Linked DNA regions of Oryctolagus cuniculus: region 2 is linked to region 1. Evidence: chromatin contacts called from public Micro-C data. All regions are on one chromosome and are shown on one strand. Each heading gives the region's core, a stretch centred on a gene start, on an enhancer-like site or on the middle of the called end of the contact. The rest is flanking DNA. Distances are from core to core; before and after follow the strand shown. Region 1 holds the start of SLC25A51 (solute carrier family 25 member 51). Region 2 holds the start of SHB (SH2 domain containing adaptor protein B).

Region 1 (3,318 bases), core at 601-3,100:
ACAAATGAAGGGGAGGCAGTGTTGTGGTGCAGCAGGTTGGAGCGCCACCAGCCCCATATCCCCCAGTCCTGGCTGCTCCACTTCTGATCCAGATCCCTGCTGATGCACCTGGGAAAGCAACAGAAGACGGCCCAAGTGCCTGGGCCCTTGCACCTGCGTGGGAGACCTGGAAGAAGCTCCTGGCTCTTTGCTTTGGCCTGGCCCATCCCCAGTATTACGGCCATTTGGAGAGTGAACCAGCAGATGGAAGACCTCTCTCAATAAATAAGTTTTTTTTTTTTTTTTAATGAATGGGAGAAGACAGGCCATCTCACAGGCTTGTGAGGGGGTACCTTGACCTCAGTTATGCGTGTTACATACAGGTGGCTTTCAAAGAATTCTTGGAAAATGTCTGAAAAAAAAAAAAACCGGATGATTTCCGTTTTTGCAGAAAATACGTTTATATTTGAATTCTGTTTTCCCACCAACTGTGTGAAAGGCCCTGGTCTCCAGAGGCAGGGTAGTTGCCAGATCAAAACAGTTTTGCAAATGAGCCCAGGAGAAAGGGAGGCAGTCCTGGAGGGCACAGAGCAGCCCCGGCACAGGGCACAAGTCCAGGTCCTGGGGGCGGGGGGCTCCGCAGCGTGGGCCAGTGAGGTCAGCAGTGACGAGGGGCCTCCGCTGGAGCCGAGCACCCGAGGGCCAACAGGACGTGATCAGGAAGCAAGCAGGCCTCCCAGCACAGAGGACAGACTGTGCAGCGTGCGGGGGCGTGCGCCAAAGCGTGCAAGCAAGCTCACGAAAGGAAACCCACAGCCACAGCCACAGCACAGCAGCAGTGCTGGCCCGGGAGGGAACCGGGGGTGTGACGCAGAAATGCGTAGGGGATTGCGGAGGCCCGGGAAGGGCGAGCCAGAGAGAGGGCACTGACCCCTCGTTGGGGTGACCACGGGTGACCTCTCCCTGGCAGAGCCATCTCGCAGTAGCTGAGGTTGCCTGGCAGCGTGCACACGGCTGTTCTCGTGGGCGTTAAAGGCCCGTGGAGGCTGAGGGCGCCAGATAACTTTCTAGAAAGCTTTGTGGGCGGTGGGGAGCAGAGAGTGCCTGCACAAACAGACCTTAAGACGCCCACCTCAGTTCAGTCCCCACCCAGCTCCCAATCCCAGCTTCCCGCTAGTGCTCTTTCCGGGAGGGTTCCCGCCCCCCAGGGAGGAAGACCTGGGCTGAGCTCCGGTTCCTGGCTCAGACTGCGAGCGCCTCGGCCATGGCCAGCCTTTGAGGAGCGACCAGCCAGATGGGAACCTGTTCTCCCCGCCTCCCCGAGAATCCACAGCCCTGCTTTCAACAGCGCTGCACTGCACAGCCGTTCCATTTAAGCAAACATCTCCCAGGGACCTCTTTTCGGGGGCAAGCCCTGAATTGGAGAGCCAGGGAGCGGTCAGACAGCACCCCCTTCCGGGAGCAGCCAGTGGGAAAGACACCTTCCTGAGCGATTATAACATAAGGCAGGCTGTCGGGAGAGCCGCACAAGTCGTGCCGCCGGAAGGCGGAGACAAGAGCGGCCAATTTTGCCGGCGGAGATCAGGGAAGACTTCTAGGAGGACGTAGCAGTAGGACCAGGAAAGCGAAGACTGGATGGGAAAGGGGAAAACAGAATTAAGGAATACAAAGATGTGCAAAACATTGGGAGACTGCTCCGGGCTGCTGGACGGGCTGGCAGGGGAACAGCGACACAGGGCAGCGAGCCAAGCGGAGGGTTGTCGAGCTGGGGAGCGACAGGTGCACACGTGGCCCGGAGGATGTGACCTGCCGCCTGCCGGCCTATTTATGTTTCAGACAATGCCTGTGACTGGGGATTCGCACGAGACAGGCAAACACGCTCTTCAGAATGGTAAATGCCCTCTCCTCCGCTGTGTGGCCCTGGCGTCGTCTTGTAGAGGACACACTCTCTCCCTTGAGCACTAATTAGGCGCCAGGTGTCTGCCTCGGACAGTCCAAATTCCCAAAATCCACCCAGCCACCTGCCCTCCACCTGCTCGGGCGGGGGCTTCCTCTGCGTGCTCCTCCTCCTCCTCTTTGAAGCCACCTCTACTTTTCTCCCAAGTGGAAAAGCCCCTCGTGCTTCTGGGTTTTCTGTCTGGGGTCTTCGGAGCCTCCACGGGACCGGGACTGCGCCTGGCCCTCGGTAGGTCCCTTGGTAGCGTGCGCTGGCCGGGATTCAGGCTGTCTGGGCAGCCCCCCGGGCGGAACGCTCCTGGGGGAGGCGGCAGCCCCCAAGCCGTTCCCGGCAGGGGAAGTTACCCCCCGGGCCTGGTCTCAATCCGGTGAGCTTCCTGCATGGCTGCCCACAGCTGCTGCGCGCATTCCGGTTTGCAAACGACACGGAGAGCCACTGAGCAGGGCTAGGGGACACGGGCCACGCATGGATGTAGAGCTCGGGGACCGGTAGCCTGCCCACAGCCACTCCTGGAAGCGTCAGGACTGGGGCTCTGACCCAGGCTTCCTAATGCCAGGTGCACTGCTCCTTCCAACACCGCGCGAGTTGCCTCAAGTTCAAAGGGAAAAGGGTTTAGAAGGGATCGGTGTGTCCTAGGGCGCGCGTAGCCAAAGGTCCGGGATCCCCGAGCCCAGACCCCAGACACCTCGGAGGAGCCAACCCGGGCATTCTGCGGCGGTCGGCGCACGCGCCGCGACTCCGCGGGCAGGGCGCTAGAGAACGCGCTAGCTGTTTCTGGCACGCTGAGGCCACCGTACGGCATCCAGGATCCCGTGTGGTAGTTAGCGGGCCCCCGGAGCCTGACGCTGCGACCCTCTACCTGGCCCGGTGCAGTAGACAGCGACCCGAGGAGGCCTGCGTCTTCCTGCCACCCGCGGGCTCCGGGAGGCGGCGGGGGGCGGCGTTTGTCACGTGACCCGAAGGGCGCCGAGCGCGCCCCGCCCCACTGCCGGGGGGGGGTGGCTGAGGTCTGCGCATGCGCGCGTGCGGCAGGCTCGCCGGCTCGCTCGCGGTCCTGCGGGCGGGCGGCTGCGGGGCTTGGGGCCTGAGCGCCTGCGGCGATGGGTGAGTGCGGGGCCGAGCGTGAGGAAGCGCGGAGCTCCCCTCGGCCTCCGGGGGCAAGGCGAGGGCGGCCGCCCTCCGAGGCGGCCAGCGGGTCCTCCGCGCGCGCGCTGCGCCCCAGCGGCTCCCCAGGCCCGGCGGCTGCAGGCCCCGCCCGGGTCGGCGCGCGCGGGCTGGCCTGTGGGCCTCCGGGATGCAGGGCGGCGTCTCCGGCGGAGGAGGCTGAGCGTTCTTTGGGGCGCGCCCCGAGAACCGTCCGGGCGCGCCCCGAGAACCGCCCG
Region 2 (3,318 bases), core at 290-2,789, 130 kb before region 1:
CTAGATCCTGGGCAGTGGCGGGCTGTGTAGTTGGTGATGCTTTCAGTGACTCCGGGGATCACAGGGCAGATTTGGAAAATCCAATTGCGCGGGGAAGATGCTGGCCCTGTCTGGCCAAAGAGGGAACGGCAGTCAGTCCCTGCTTCAAGGGTGCCTGAGTGGTCACAGCACAGTAGCCCCAAGAGGCCCGAGTTGGAGCTGCTTCTGCCACTCCTTCCCTGGGGCTGCAGGCCTGAGTCCGGGGCCACAGAGAGAGGAAGAGGGAAGAGCTCTGAGAGAGATGGGGCCTCAGAGTTTGTCTTCCACCTCCAGCGTGGCCAGCAGACAGTCCCTAAGGAAAGAGCTCCTCACCTTGCTGTCCGCCATGTCAGCTCCTACTGTTCCTATAGGGCAAAGGGCACATCAGCTCCCCCAGAGCCCATCTGTGATACACAGGTGGTAAACACAGAGGCTCTCTCTGGGCTATTGTTTTGGAAATCCACATTCTTAGAATTTCTCAACACGTTAGGGTTAAGTCATATTCTGATGCTTGCCCAGTGAAAATCAAGTAGCACCGGGCCCTTGGCAGCGGTATCTCTCAGCAGCACGGGCATGGGGCCTGCCACGGGCGGCCCCGGCGTTTCAAAGGGGCACCCTGAGCAAGCTCTACCCTCGTTCTGGCTAACCATCAAAGCATGCTTCGAAGTCGCAGAAGAGAGACGGGTGGGAATGGTATCGGATGGCGCCAGCACGCTTGAGAATGGGAGCCCCAGCCACCCCTGTGACCTTCCTCTGGGCCTCCAAGGCTCCAGGGGGATGACACGGAGCCTCGCCACCGCCTACCAACGTATTAGACGCTTCCAGCCCGCTGTGCCAGGCTGGCAGTGAGCAGGGTTAAAGGCCCGACTTCCGCAGAGGTGAAAAGGTAAGCAAACATTCCGACCGCCCCTTAGCCTCGCTCTCCGATTGGCGCACGGCGCGGCGGCCGCCGCCTATCCCGGCCGCATCCGTCATCTGGGTCGCTAATTTACCCATTAGCATGGATTTCTCCCAAGACCCGGCACACGGGGGCTGAACCGGAGTCGCTGTGCCTTTAAGAAGGGCGACAGGCTCGCTGTCCCCAAGGGCCCTCCACAGCGCATTTCCTCCGCACCGACCACACTGTGAACTAGCCAAAGCCCTGGTTCGTCCACCCCCGCCACCCGGCCCCGACGGTGGGGACCCCCGGGGTGCACGGCGCTCCAGTCCCGGGGGACCGCGCACTGGCTCGGCCTCTGCGCGCTGCAGGCTCGGCCCCGGGTACCTCTCGCCCGAGGCGGAGGCGGAGGCGGTGGCGCCGCGGGACCCCAGCGCTTTCGGGCACGACCCAGGGGCTGGCGCCGGGGCAGCCGCGGGAGGTGGCGCGTGCAGAAGGGGACCCGGGCGAGCCGAGGGCGGCGCTTGGGCCGCGGGGCTGGAGGGCCGGGCCTGCGGGGGCGGGCTGGGGGCGGGGCGCGCGCGCGGGCCCGGGGAGGGCGGGGCGGCGGCGCGGGGCGGGCGCTGGCGGCCCGAGTGTCACACACGCGGCGGCTCGGGAGGCGGCGGCGGCGGCGGCAGCGGCAGGCGCCGCCGAGACGGGCACGGGGGCACGGGCGCGCGGGCGCCGCTGCCTCCCTGCGTGGCTCGCTCTCCCGCGGGCTGCGGGGCCGGGCTCGCCCCGGCGCTCTCGGGAAGAAGGAAGCGGGGGCCGAGGACGCCAAGTTCCCTCAGCAGCAGCAGCAGCAGCAGCGGATCCCGGCCGCGGCGGAGGCTGCGTCTCGGACGGGACAGGAGCGCGCGCCGCGGCGGGGCGCACGGCCGGAGCGGCCGCGGCGGGAGGCGCCGGGCCTTCTGCTCTCGGCGAGGCGGCGGGCCGGGACCCCCATGAGACGCGCCCGCGAGGGGCGCGGGATCCGAAGCCCGGGAGTCGCGCGGCGGAGGCGGAGGGCGGCGCTGCAGCTGCCGGAGCTCCAGAGCTGCCGGCAGGCGGCGGCGGCGGCGGCGGCGGCAGCAGCAGCGGCGGCGAGAACTTGAACTTGGCGTCGGGAGCGGGCGCCCCGGACGCCCCTCGCCGGGGCCGGGGCGCCGAGGGACCTGGGCGGCAGCGCTGCCCCCCGAATGGCCGCGGCGGCGGACCAGGCTCCCGCGCCGCGGCCCTAGGCGGCCTCTCGCCATGGCCAAGTGGCTGAACAAGTACTTCAGCTTGGGCAACAGCAAGACCAAGAGCCCGCCGCAGCCGCCGCGGCCGGACTACCGCGAGCAGCGGCGCCGAGGCGAGCGGCCCTCGCAGCCCCCCCAGGCCGTGCCGCAGGCCGCCTCGGCCGCCTCAGCGTCCTGTGGTCCGGCCGCCGCCTCCTGCTTCTCGGCCTCGTCGGGCTCGCTGCCCGACGACAGCGGCAGCACGAGCGACCTCATTCGCGCCTACCGCGCGCAGAAGGAGCGCGACTTCGAGGACCCCTACAACGGGCCGGGCTCGTCGCTGCGCAAACTGCGCGCCATGTGCCGCCTGGACTACTGCGGCGGCGGCGGCGGGGAGCCGGGCGGGGGCCAGCGCGCCTTCTCCGCCTCGTCCGCGTCGGGCGCCGCCGGCTGCTGCTGCGCCTCCTCGGGCGCCGGCGCCGCGGCGTCCTCGTCGTCGTCCTCGGGCTCCCCGCACCTCTACCGCAGCAGCAGCGAGCGGCGGCCCGCCACGCCGGCCGAGGTGCGCTACATCTCCCCCAAGCACCGCCTCATCAAAGTGGAGAGCGCCGCGGGTGGCGGCGGCGGCAGCGCGGGGGACCCTGCGGGGGGCGCCTGCTCCGGCGGCCGCACCTGGAGCCCGACGGCCTGCGGAGGCAAGAAGCTGCTCAACAAGTGTGCCGCCGCGGCCGCCGAGGAGAGCGGGGCCGGCAAGAAGGACAAGGTAGGGCGCCGCGCGTGGGGAAGCCGAATCCACAGCCCACGTCGGGCTGGGAGCCGCGGCCAGGGCTGCCGCGCAGCGCGCCTCGGCACTCTCCTAGCTCGGTATCCGCCTGCTGCCCCTGAGCGCCCCTCTCTGAACCCACAGCCCGAGGCACGCCCCTGCCCCACTCCGCACCCATCTGCCTTGGGTCTGGGGCTGGCCAAGCCCTCGCCCGTTGTCACTCGGCAGGCTTGGTGGCACACGCGGACCGGCCGTCTGTAAACCTGTGACGTCAGTCTCTCTAACCCCCCCGGCGCTGCCCACTCCACTCCCGGGCTAGATTTCCGAGCCCGGGCGGCCCTTTGTGCTGGGGCTGCCCCGGGAACCCCCACGCGTGCTCGTGCGGTTGGAGTGCGTGACCTCCGAGAGCGCTCCCCGCG

Evidence for each region. Hi-C and Micro-C count contacts between places; a contact is called where the count stands out from the background.
Region 2: a Micro-C map of ear pinna shows a contact between it and region 1, with 3 times the contacts expected there. The contact joins the promoter of SHB here to the promoter of SLC25A51 in region 1. A contact is called at or near these places in 2 of 6 Hi-C or Micro-C datasets (ear pinna and an unstated tissue).

What each region holds. Positions count from the first base shown.
Region 1 is chr1:200,723,716-200,727,033 of mOryCun1.1, reverse strand. It overlaps SLC25A51 (solute carrier family 25 member 51), which reads left to right and starts at 1,850. Exons shown (of 4, transcript XM_051843849.2): 1 at 1,850-1,870.
Region 2 is chr1:200,855,100-200,858,417 of mOryCun1.1, reverse strand. SHB (SH2 domain containing adaptor protein B) reads left to right here and starts at 1,539. Exons shown (of 6, transcript XM_002707961.5): 1 at 1,539-2,899. The coding sequence starts at 2,171. All of the region lies in intron 1 of LOC108178823 (a long non-coding RNA gene), which reads right to left.